Regions from separate parts of the Mus musculus genome. Here region 1 is linked to region 2. A link is a contact called in public Micro-C data. All regions are on one chromosome and are shown on one strand. The core of a region is the stretch at or near the end of the contact, and the rest is flanking DNA. Distances in the headings are between cores, read along the strand shown.

The links. Hi-C and Micro-C count contacts between places; a contact is called where the count stands out from the background.
Region 1: a Micro-C map of embryonic fibroblasts shows a contact between it and region 2, with 3 times the contacts expected there. The contact joins the enhancer-like site here to the promoter of Rbms1 in region 2. A contact is called at or near these places in 1 of 39 promoter capture datasets (3T3-L1-derived adipocytes), 2 of 15 datasets of contacts at CTCF or cohesin (CD8 T cells and the NIH/3T3 cell line), 4 of 484 Hi-C or Micro-C datasets (embryonic fibroblasts, nephron progenitors, uterus and 1 more), 5 of 115 datasets of contacts at active chromatin or transcription factors (the SCID.adh cell line, bone marrow-derived macrophages, craniofacial prominence and 2 more) and 2 of 9 other capture datasets (adipose tissue and pancreatic islet).

What each region holds. Positions count from the first base shown.
Region 1 is chr2:60,937,980-60,944,242 of GRCm38.p6, reverse strand. It overlaps a transcript of Rbms1 not described here. Among named protein-coding and RNA genes, the nearest start is that of Gm33647, 28 kb to the left of the region's middle. Within about 2 kb of position 4,097, at least 99 of the 459 cell types and tissues checked have an H3K27ac peak or open chromatin away from gene starts, as enhancers often do. A contact at or near this core is called in 3T3-L1-derived adipocytes, the NIH/3T3 cell line, the SCID.adh cell line and 6 more, where this site is marked.
Region 2 is chr2:60,877,818-60,884,233 of GRCm38.p6, reverse strand. It overlaps Rbms1 (RNA binding motif, single stranded interacting protein 1), which reads left to right and starts at 2,796. Exons shown (of 14, transcript NM_001141931.1): 1 at 2,796-3,116. The coding sequence starts at 3,048. It overlaps LOC108168762 (a long non-coding RNA gene), which reads left to right. Exons shown (of 2, transcript XR_003953832.1): 2 at 1-1,268.

The DNA of each region.
Region 1 (6,263 bases), core at 2,848-5,347, 59 kb before region 2:
ACTTAATAACGATAGGTATAGTTATTTATGCTGAATTATCACTAGACCACGGTACTCAAATTTCTCATCATTTGAAAGGCTACTTCAATGAGAAAGAATAGCACACTTCTGTAACGTGGTTTGTCTGGATGTTTGACCCTTCCCACACTAGTTCCTCTTCAATGTGAGCACCTGGCTGGCCACAAAGAATGAAGAACTATATATATGAATGGAAGAAAACATGATAGATGTGTTATAAAATTTAAAGATATAAAATATTAATGCTGTATTTACCTTATCTTCAAGAATTTTGACATTAATTTTATTTCTCTGCTATTTGTGGATTTCATTGGCTTAATGATATGTTGTGTAGATCATTTTTGAGATCATGTCTTTGAATCTGATATGAATGCTCTACTTGCACTTCTGAGAACATTTAATCTTCTCTTTTAAAGCTTCTAGAAATCAGAAGGAAAAAAAAAAAAGAATGACGAGGCTTATGGTTGTTCCATAAAGAGAAACATGTCACACTGTAAATATGAAATAGCATCTGTATTGCAAATGAGAACTATTTTGTACCCTTGTTGGAGTCCACGGGCATTTCCTGATTTCCTCTCCTCTGTATGAACCCACCTTCTGCCTAACCTTCCAACCATGCTTTCGTTAGCCCGTAGTGAATAGACTGAAGGATTAGGTCTGAGACTTCTGCTGTTTGGAAGGATTATGTTCTGGGCTGGAGCGATGCCTCAGAGGATGAAGGTTTTCCATTCATCTAAGTAGGGTCCCTAGGACCTTCTCAATGGAAGGAGAACCAGTTCTTGCAAGTTGTGCTCTGGCTTCTACCAAAACATACAACAAGAGAATTTACACACACACACACACACACACACACACACACACACACACCCGCACAGTGCATAAAGCAAATCAATTTCTAATTTTTATCATGACTCATTATTACAAATGTCTATTGCTGCACATAAGAATTTTGTTTTTTATTATGTGACGCTAACATAAAATTTACTATGCCTTTTTATCCTTAAGGTGAACGTGAAAGCTAAGGTGATGGTTTTGGTTTCATGGGATTTCTCTCTCTCTCTCTCTCTCTCTCTCTCTCTCTCTCTCTCTCTCTCTCTCTCTCTCTCTCTCGCAAGCAGAACATCAGGACATTTTCCCAAGTCCCCATTCATCTCCGTGTGGAGACACTGCTAAAATTCCACCGAGTATCATTTGCCGAGGCCTTGCACATCACACACAGAGTGTAAAATAACACTTAACACAGATGCCACTCTAAGTAAGAAGATGCTACTACTTTGCTTCTTCCCATTCTCTTCTGAAGGGATCGTGTCGGAAACCTGGCCACCTCAGAGGTCCAGTGAGAGGCTGTGCGAAGCAACGCCCCTGCTCTCAAAGCACAAGCTATGCCTCACTCTGTGTCTCACACTCCTTTATGTGTTCTTTAAGTGTGTATAATAATCTTTAGACTTAAGCTTGCTTTTTTTTTTGTCCATTTAATTGAGTTCTTGAGATGATAATAACATAATGCAATTTTTAGCTTACTTTTACATGTGGTAAAACACATAATTAACTCACAATGTTTTATGAAAACTATAAAGGATAAAACCACCTTTCTTCTCTAACATGGGTGCAGTTTACCTGTTGCTATGGTAACTAGGTAAACACTAATATAGCTAGATGGGTATGAAATTATTATATAAATTGTGTTGGAAATTCTTCATTGGACCCTTTAAAATAGGCATCTGATTAGAGAAAGAAAAGGCTAGTACCAGAAGGTGCCAAACTTCCAAGGGAGGGAAGCAAAGAATAATAGTCTTACCCAGCTATGACATCTACGAAAACCACCAACCAGCATGGCACCTGTCGATAGGACTAAGGGTGTCATACTGGTGCACATACTTTGGTGGTAACTAGAAAGTACACGGGTCTCACGGTGACTTCTTGTGAAGCCATCAATCTTGGAGGAGACTCTACAACCACTATTACAGCATAATCCTGAAGGCCATCTCAATATTTATCCTGTACCCACAGAGAAGTGTGGTTCTCATCCCCTTCGAAGAAACTTCTCTGCACAACAGAGGCCATATCATAAAACCACAATGTGTCAAAACCCAAAGAACAATGTATCAAAACCCAGTACCAGCGCAAACATGAACACAGAGCTCTTGCACCCAAGGCTCAGAGATCATTGTAGAAGAGTACTTGGAAAGATTGTGGAGCAAGAGGAACAGGAAGTTTGCTGTAAGACTGTGTCTCCTAGAAATGTCAAAGAGGCTACACCCATGAAGTCTCATCAACATGGCTGCTTAAACAAGACCTGAACAGTGACGACAACACAGTGGAGAGCAGCATGGGGGAAAGCCCGGAAGGCCTCAATCCTAGACAACTTAAGAGTGGAGGGGGGGGAGGGGGGGAGGGGATGATCTTCCTTAGGGGAGACCCTTCCAGTTGGCAATCCAATACCAAGTGGTCAGCTCTGAGATCATCTGCACACAGGTGACAGTGAACACACTGAGAAGATTGCATTTAGGAATAGATGTTGCATAGATGAGAAGGTTGCATATATTTAGGAATAGACATTTGTAACAACTAAAGAAAAAGAGGCCATGAATTTGAGAAAGAGAAAGAGGTGCATGGGATGGATGGAGGGGAGGGATTAAAAGAGAAGGGGGAAATGATGTCATTATATTCTACTTACAAAACATTTAAAAAGTCATTGTAGGAAAGAAAGGAAGAAAAGATGCAAGCTCCAGAAGAGAAGTAGTCAAACTCTTTGAATATTGAAAGAGAGTTGAGGGGGTGTAAATGTGCGTCGCTGAGAAAGAGAGTTTTCAGAGCAGACTGTTCGGGTATTTTATACCAATTATGTGCAGCTATTGCTTTGAATAATTTCTCTGCCCTGCTGAGATTTCCTTTTTACAAATCCTGGCGCAATTATAAGATGGAAGTCTGGAATGTATAAACAGTGTCCTTTGAACAGTAAATGAGGCACATTCTTCTAAACTCAAGGGTAGGAATGTGCTACCTCTTACCCTATGTTCTCTGCCTTCCTCTCCCTCCTAATCAAAAGCTCAGAAGCCAGTGTGGAGTTCAACAGTGTATAGAAACGTGACTTCTCTTTCTTTCTTTCTTTCTTTCTTTCTTTCTTTCTTTCTTTCTTTCTTTCTTTCTTTCTTTCTTCTTTGAACAGTTTAAAATAATAGTTCCATCAAATTAACAAAATCTTGAGGTTGCTCTGACATTATAGCCAGTACACTTAATTCCATCTTGGGCGGCCAGTGTTCAGAATTCCTCATTCGGCTCTGTTCTGTTTCCAACCTTAACAGGAGAATCTGTGATAGATTGCCTTCCCCTTTAGCTTTGAAACTAAACCCTAAATCCTGTGCCAAGTCGGTGCACTTGGGGTGTGGGGGATGGGGGGGAATGATACCCTTGGAGCAGAGCATCAATTTCTAAGTTTCTGATTTCCTAAATGCCAGCTGGTTTGTGGCAAAGCAGTGTGTACTGGTGATGGCTAACGGGGTCTAAAACCCTGAAGAGAAGTGAACTGCCACTTGAAGTTAACTGTACAAAGCCCGAACTCCATTGTGTAGCAGAACTCACAGACCTTGCACAATGTTTACAGTAAGGTTTGGAGAGTTGCCTAGTGCTGGACTATATACAATTAAACAACGTGGTTGAACGGCCTTTCATGCTAGCCCTGCCCAAGGGGGGCCAGCGTGCACACGTGATCATTCTTGGAACTCTTAACATAAACAGGAATGCAGAACCTTGATGTGGAATTCCAAGTGCACGCTGGATTTTTTTTTCACATAAGTCCCCATAGAAGCTAAAGATAGCAACAATAAAGGGATCGCCAAAAGTGAATTATTTCTCTGTCAAAGAATGTAGTACTTTTATTTTGTGTGCAACTGAGCCTATGCAATTTTCTTTAAGCTGAGCTCAACATAGGAGAGTGTTTAAATTAATTACAAGATGGATTTTTTTGGAAAATAATGCTGGGAAATAATACAAAAGAATGCTTCCTGGGTCTTCCTGCCATGGTTTCTCTGAAAAGAGCTGGAATGATATGAGAGCTGAAAGTGAAACCAACCACTGGCCAGTTGCAGTCCACGCCATGTTTAAGAAGTTAGATTAGACCAACTTACCATTACAGTTAGCCCAGAAGGGAAAAGTCCTTGATGTTGATGGCGACAATAGGGGGAAACCATACAATGAGCATGATTTATTTAGTCATTTGGGGGAAGGGTGGAAATACATAAGGGATTGATTTATAGTTCTGTTGTCCAGAAATATAAATATATATTTTTAATGTACCTATTGCGTTTTCCCTAAAGTATCTTTCCTTTCAGTTTCTCAGGGGTGTTTGGCTTTGTAGTTCTGAAAAATAGTTTATATTGACACCAACATGAAGCATGGCTCTGTTGTCTGACATGGAAAGACCAAAAGCCGACTCAGTACCAGGATGATCTGAGCTCACCCCAGGCCCCTAGAGCCAGTGGCTCCAGCTGTTTCTGCCTCCAGTTTCTATTCTGTTGTCTGACATCAGGAAGTGTGTTAAGCATGATATTAGAGAGGTTTGAGTGGCTGAATACAAAGTGTTCCTGTTGTGTGTGCAACACAAATGACCACTGCTCACAAATGGGAGAATATGTGATGTATATGCTGGCCCTGGCAGAGCACTTCAAACTATTAAAAAATTACCTCATACATGTAACTTTACATGTTAAAGTTGCCTGTTTGCTTCCCTCTATCTGTCCTGAAACTCACAATTTAGAGTCTATATTATAAATCATGTTTTATCCTTTGATTTTTCTATATTATAAAGCCCCCACCCCCAACTTCTCAAAATCTCATCAAAAGATGTGAAAGTCTATCTTGAGTTAGACAAAAAAATATTCAGGACAAGGATTTGAAGGTACTTGTGAGCGTGAAGGAGGGACTTTGGAGTACTGGCTGTCAGTCAAAAAAGATCACTCTGTTGATCCAAATAGCCTTTAAATAAACAATTGCTAAACTATCTTTAATTGTACCTTTATGTGTTTAGGGTACAGTATTGCATATACAGCCATGCATATTTATGAATTCCAACTGGTTTATTTTTTTTCAAGGAAATAAATAATTTCAAACATCTCTTTCTAGTATTAATTTTTTTATAATGTAGAAGAAAGCTGATTGTGATATTTTCTGTAAACTTTAAAAATAATCTCTCATAAATTAATATTTTCTCTTTTACTGAAAAAAATCCTAATTTAAAAAAATGGTTGCTTTGTAGAAATCTCTCCTTTTGGTTCTCCTTTTGTTGTTATTAAAGGGTGCTAATCTTAGCAAATCAGAGTGACCAGTTTATATGCATCTGAATTCTGTATCTGGTGACATTGTGTTTTCAGCTTCATTGGATTAAGTGACTTTTTTTTCTTCATGGTAAGTGTTGTTCTTTTGAGTAAGAGATCATGTTGGATTGCTACCTTTTCCATGCGATTCTGAGTCACCAGACTAGTGATCCAGCTATGACTGAAAATGTAGTGATCTGTCAGGCATACCTTTACACATATAGAAGGCTATGCATCAGTTGTGCATTTTCTACCTCATCTTCTATGCAGATATTGAGACGACTGTGCACCGCTTCTTTCGAAGGCTGTGTTGATGCAGACATCGAATGAAGTAGATATGGATGGGTCTGAGAAGCCATTCTTGGGTTTAATCACATCACCATTAAATTATGATAAAGATCTGTGCAGTGATACTTTTAAGGAGGCATATTGATCATTTAGAATTGGGAAAGCATAGTCTCTGTGTGTGTGAGAGAGAGAGAGAGACCACAATACAGCGTGGCTGGAATGGAACATAACGACTAACATCACTAATCCAAGACGGAAGTCAAAGATGGCTTCCGGAGAGATGCCTCTGGAAGAAGCAGACAGTAACCCTAGTTTTTGTCCAGGGGAAATAAAACATCCTTTATGGATGAGATGACACTTGTGAACAGTTCTGGAAGATGACAACAGTGGTGGGCAGTGGTGTTTGTTTGGGAATAGGAGAAGAAAGAAGCAGGACAGGGCCTGTGTGTCTTGTGTTCAGACTGTCAGAGCAAAATACCGCTGGCTCTGTGGCACTGGCCACAGAGATGCTTTTTCTCACAGCTCTATGGCTAGAAGTACTTGATTAGTAAGTGGAAGAGAAAGAAAGGTGTTTAATCCCTGCCACAGCTAGCGCACTCTCCAGAGCTAGCCCACTCTCCAGAGCTAGCCCACTCTCCAGAGCTA
Region 2 (6,416 bases), core at 1,547-4,046:
GTCTGCTCTGCTGCTTTCCTGCCTGCTGCCAGGCAGCTTCCTGTTTCCTCATAGCTTCTGCTTCCTCATAAGCTTGGCTTGCATATGGTTCTGGCCTGTCATGGCCTCCTCTCCCCTCCCCCTCCCCTCACCCCAGGCAGCTCTTGCCATTTCTTTCCCTTTCCTAACTGGTTTAGCCCTTGGAGTTTTGTGAATCAAATTCCCAAGGGTTGAGAATCAGATTGGCGAGCTCATGTTTCCAGTCCCACCCAGATCATAGGTCACTGGCCAGTCTGTAGAGTGGCTGCCCCTGGGTCAGATTCCCACAGCTTCACCTAAGGCTGAGGGTGGAGAAGGAGGTACACAGGACAAGGCTCCGCAGCACTGAATTTTCACCCGAATAGCTTGCAGGCTTTCTGGTCAGTTCCTTTAGTTTCTGATGTCTCTTTCAAAATCGACAACAATGAAAGTGGACTTTTCTAGACGGACCTCGCTAGACTCCATCCCTATAATTGCTCATGGATTATCTAGAATTGATTGTGTATGTTATATACAGAGTTTCATATTCCAGCTATTTCCCTTAAGTTTGAATTTTTGGGTTTCTGTGATCCTATTTTGAGGTTGGACTATTAATCTTTTCTTCTTTGTATAATGGCTTATAGATCTACTTCATATTTGGAGCTTTTGAACTCAAGTTTCCTTTTTTTTTAAGTACTACATGTCTATGTTTTTTCTTTTTAAGCAGTTCATGTGAAACTATAAACAGCATGCTAATTCTTAGATTCATTTTAAGTCTTAAGGTCAGTTCTCTTAATACCTCTCAGTATTATTTGCACATTCTACTAGTATCAGATTTATTTTGCCATCTCTTTAAATTTTATCATTTAACATTTTCTTATCTCTAGAGAACTATTAGACATCCAATCGAGTGCTAGCATTTTGGAATAGCACAGTATCCAATGGGTCATGACCCAGCAAGTACATCATGACTTGAGAGAAAAGCCATAAAAAAATTTAATGCTGTTCTTCTGTGGTTTCAATTGTGGTTTCCTAAGAGACCAGTCAGGACAACTGAGGTTGTACACTGGCTTTTTCTGTAGATGACTGGTGGGACTTGTGGTAATAGTGCAGAGGGTAGGATGAAGTAGGGTGTGTCTCGAGTCCTCAGGAAAAGGCATCTTCGACTTGAACAGTTGGAACTAAAACTGTCCACTTTGCATTTGTGCTGGCTCATAGTGAGGAAAGACAACAGGTCACAGCAAAAAAAAAAAAAAAAAAAAAAAAAAAAACCAAAAAAAAAAACAAAACCAATGCATGGAGTAGTAGTAGAAAAACAGTTCTGGGGTCCCCACTAGCTCACAGCCTGGCTGTGCTGTAATCTTTAAACACTTTCAAGGGCAGATATCCTGTGAATTTTAAGGTTTTACTTGCCCAGTATGCACCGAATACCCTAGCCTTTGCTGTTTTTTTTTTTTTTTTAAGTGAAAAGAATTAGGATTATGTGTGTGTTGTGGGTGTGTCTGCTTTCAATAGGCAAGACTTATTATTTCTTGTTACTTTTGCTGGAACTCTGGGGACTTTGGAAGCAGCTGACTAAGTCACCAGCAGGATTTCTGGGAAGTATAATTTTCAACTTTGTTTTCAGAAAAGTCTCTGAATGGCTACACTTTGGCTAGAAAGTTGACGTTCATAGCATCTCTGTGACAGCCAGAGTTTGAGTTCCTTCTCTTGTTAAGACAAGCTGGGATTTTTCATTGTTGTAGCAGATGGGCCTTTCCAGGAAGATGTTAGAAGCCAGGGAAGACCTATGTATGTGTACTGTGGCTGTAATCCCAGAATTCAGGAATACTTGTCAGGGACCCCGTCGCCAATTTAAAGATGGCAACCAGCCCTGGTAACCCTATCCAGAAATGGCTTGCTTGACCACCCTCTTCTGAGGCCTCCACATCAACATGTGTTCAAAGCCTGCTAGCTACATCCAGAGAGGTGACTGCAAAAGGAGCGGCAAGAGAAGCAGTTTTTATTTTTTTTTCCACTTGAGAACAAAGGAAATTACTCCTGTCTTTGTCCCTTTCTTGCCGTCTTTTTAATAACTAGGTTGAATTCCTGTATCTTCTGTCTTTTCCAGGAAGGACAGGTCTCCCCTTTGGATGGCTTATAAGGTTTTCATTGCTTTTTTGATAATGTTGTCTTGAAGGAAAACTCTTCCTCTGTGGCACAAGAATGAAATTGAAAACTTTCCCGGGTGTATTTGGGTGAGGGACTGGAAAGGAAAACACAAAAACAAAACAAAACAAAACAAAAAAAACCCACCCGTTTGCTCTACAAAAATGTAGCATGCTTATAACTGGGGGGCTGAGAAGTGTCCTGGGAGGTAGATCTGGACAGGGAAGTGAGAGTAATTATCCGCGCCTTTTCGGGACCAGGGGCTGCTGTGAAAGATGAAAGAAAAGGCGGGCCATTGGCTTCCTATCCAGGTGTTCCAGCGGTTCCCGAAGCGATGCCCTTAAAAGGGGCAGCCAAGTGGGGTGCGAAGCCACGGCGACGCCTGGCCCAAGGGCCTGGGGTGGCTGCTCCCAGGAATGTGAGGCATGCGGGGCGCCAGAGCCAACCATTGCGCGGGATGGGGGCGCCGCGCAGCCCGGGTTGCCGCCCCAGCCCGGGAGGCCGAGCGCGGGGGCCGAGGCCGGGGGAGCGGGCGCGGCCGGGCGGCCGGGCGGGCGGGAGGCGCGGGAGGGCTGGGCGCGGCACTAGGCGGTGCGCGGCTGCTTCCCCGCCCCCGGCCGGCGCGCTCTCGGGGCGGTGGTTGAGGCGGCGGGAGGTGGGGACGCGGCGGCGCTGCTCGTCCGCTGCCGCCGGCACCGCGCGCGAACTCCGGTCCATGGCACGCAGGGCGGCGGCCCCCGGAGCTGCTCGAGAGTCGCCGGCCGCGCGCGTCGCGCCGCACTTTTAGGGCGGGAGCCGCGAGCCAGTCCCCGGCCGCATCCTCCCTCCGCCTGCCCGGACAGGCGAGAGAGGGAGTTCCCGGAGCGCCGCGGCCCCGGTTGCCTCAGCTCCCCGCGCCCGAGATGATCTTCCCCAGCGGCAGCGGCCACCCCGGCGCTGCCGGCGGCTGCAGGACGCCCTACCGCAAGCAGGTGAGGCTGCCGCGCTCCCCAGGCCTGCGCCGAGCGCGCGGGGCGGTGACCCGGTTTCGGAAGGAGGCGGCGGGCGGAGAGATGCCCGGGGGGACCGGGACGGGGACTGGCGGAGAGGTGGGACGGGCAGGCGCGCGGCCAAGGGCTCCGGCGGCCCGCAACAAGTTTGGGGGTTTCCTGGAGACCTTTGTGTACAGAGGAACTGGGGATACGTCGGGGCAGTGCTTTGCATTGCACTAGGGGACCTCCAAGAAACCTGTCTGATTCATGGGGAACCCGGAAGACGTGTGTGTGTGTGTGTGTGTGTGTGTGTGTGTGTGTGTGTGTGTTCGCGCGCGCCACCCTTCTTATTTTAAAAAAAAAAAAAAAAAGACAAAAAAGAAAAGAAAAACAGGAACTTCTGTCACTTTCTCAAGGTTTTCAGAAACACAGGGAAATCCTGTGATAGAGATACTGGGATAAGCCTGAGTCATACACACGCCTTTTCCTATTCTAATTTTGTTTCATACATTTTCTAACAGATTGAACTCCAAAGGCACTTGAAAGGTTACATCCGAATCCCCTGCCTGGAAAAGGAGTGGAACTGGCAGGTTTTAGTTTCGGTCTTTTGTTTTTAACATCTTTGTTTTTGAAAGAAGGTTACTGAAGCCATGTTGTGATAAAAACCCCACAGCCTCTCAGCAGCAGCAATAACAACAACAAAAACCCTAGCTCTAAATTATGTTAAAAATGTGCAGGTCTGCTCAGAAAAGGTTAAACTCGTTTAGAGGTCAGTGACAGAATGCTTGTTGAAAAAGAAAAGGCAGCATTGCAGATCTTTTCCCTTCGTAATAAATCTCTAGTCTACACCCTCAGCCACAGAGACAGATCAATTAAGTTATCCCAGTAATGATAGCAGCAAAATGCACCCTTCCACGTAAACTGTGGTTCCATTAAGATCCAGATGTGTGGCACTGGAGCCTGCTGAGTTCTTTGTGGCGGTTTGCAGGATTATTGTTCCGGCTGTCCAGCATCAGCCCATCTGAAATGCTTCCTCGGGGTCACAAAGTACTATTTTCTATTTTACTTTCTTTGCCTCTTTTGTTTGTTAAAATTCCCCTTTAAAAGAAGTAAATAAATGTCCCTGGGTTTCAGTGCCCACGATGTCCAAGCCACAGCCTTTCTCCTGGATTAAGAAGTCCAATCTTTGGGTTACAAGTTTAAAATCTTTACTGACGACTTGGCTGAGATAGATATGCACAAGGTCAGGATTCACGGACGGGTATCTCGAAAACTCACTTCATGTGGCTTTATTTAAAATAAGTGCCCTCAGATGCTGTGTGCCAGCGTCAACTTCAGAAGTGAGGCCAATTTACACTAAAGTATTCTCCCAAGCCCTCCTCCCCCCACCCACCTCTCTCTACCTGAAAAGATGGCTAATTATGTTAGGGCCTTGTGTATTCATTTATTTGTTGTCAAAACCCAGCAGGGTGTTAGCTCTGAAATGGGAAAAGGCTCAGAGGGTGAGGCCTTTTGCTGAGAGAGGCTGGAGGTTTGGTTGTGGAGGGGGGCACAGCCTGCTGGCTGGAGCATGCTGATAAGATGCTCTTTTCACAAGCCTCTCCTTAGACTCAAAGACTAAAAGGGCTGACTGAATCAGAAAAACAAACAGACTTTCTTTTTTCTATAGGCAAAGAAAGAAATGAATGTGTAGGCATTATACAGACACAAGACCCTGGGTACCAGTGGTATTTGAGTCAAAGGTTTCTTTTGTTAGTATTTTGCCATTCACTGAAAAAGCACACTTGGAGCGCAGGGACCTGGTTACCGTGAGTGACTTCATGATCTCATCCTGGCTTAGCCTGAATGGGAAATCTAATTAATACTTCTTATAAGATGCTGTGATGCAAAGCTTTGCGCCTTTCAGTTCATAAATGCTTTCTTCAGTTTGCCGACAGAATTGGCAATTTTCAGGCATATAATGCAGTTTGATTTTCATCTAGAAATACACAATCAGCTGTTAGGGGCTGATTTCAGATAACTTCCTTGAGGAATAAAAAGGAGTGTGAGGGATACTTAAATCACCTTTGGAACGCCTACAAGTCAGAATCACTCTTAGTATAGACACACACAGAATCGTGGTAGCTAACGATCACCGAGCACCTTACTACCTGCTGGCTGGCATTTGGAATGTTTCTGTGGATTAACTGATTTCATCACATTGGCAGCGGCCCTGTGTGGTAGGTAATATTAGTCTCTACTTTACAGTGAACATTAAAGCATGGATTAAATAACTTGCCCAGAGTCCATACCACCCAGCGTGCAGAGGCAGGACTTGAATCCTGGCCACCAGGCCTTTGGGACCTCATACTCCAATGGCCTTTTCTGCCATGAACATCCCAGGAAACACCCATGTAGAAATCCTCCGTGCCGGTACCTCTGACTCCCTAGTTCTCCACCCACCCCGTATGTATGTGAGTGTAGGTTGGGAGAGAGAAGGTGAAGAAGGATGTTCAGAGTTTGATCTGAAGGATGAGTTGGTGGTATTTGGTGGGAACATTGATGTCAGCATTTTGCTCCGGTGAGCGATTGTTAGTCCCTTTTGCACTTTACATATGGAGGAGTCACCCAGTTTCTGTGGAAGCAGAGGTGGGCCTTGCTCATCCTTCTCTCCCCAAGGGCTGTAACCAGGGCACCTTGGATAAACAGGATTTTCCTGCATCACAAGCCTGTGGGCACATACATACACCTGCTCAGCTCAGGCCAGTGAGGTGAGTCTGAATACTCCAGTGACTCCTTGCTAGTCAGTGCTAGATAAAGGTTATTAGTTTTAAGTTTCTGAAGAAATGAGCACATCTTCTCACTGTGGGTTGTGACTTGCAAATATGATATTCCTTAAGTAGATACAGTCTGACTCTGTGAAACCAGCGTCCCCCAACGGAAATGAAACCATTAATCACGACGTTGGTAATTGTGAAAATATTTCATTGTGGCTTAAAAGGAACAGGAAGTGCCTCATACTTTAAAAGTCTTTACAGACTGAAAGTGGCTATTTCCAGTTTGATTTCAGGTTCTGTTTCTTGTCTTTTAAAAATCTTACTATCATTATTATCATTATTTTACACTTTTTTCATGTTTCCTTATTTCTTTCATGGCACTTCTTCCTTGCTTTAGTTGACTCAGTGATGTCACGTAGTATGAGTTTTGCAGATCGTGACACGTAGCCAGAGCCATTTTGGCTGAGAATGTTGCCCTAGTGGTCTGTCACAGGGTGTTGGAAGTAGGTGAACCAGTGATCAGAATTTCGGTGGGTCTGCCTCT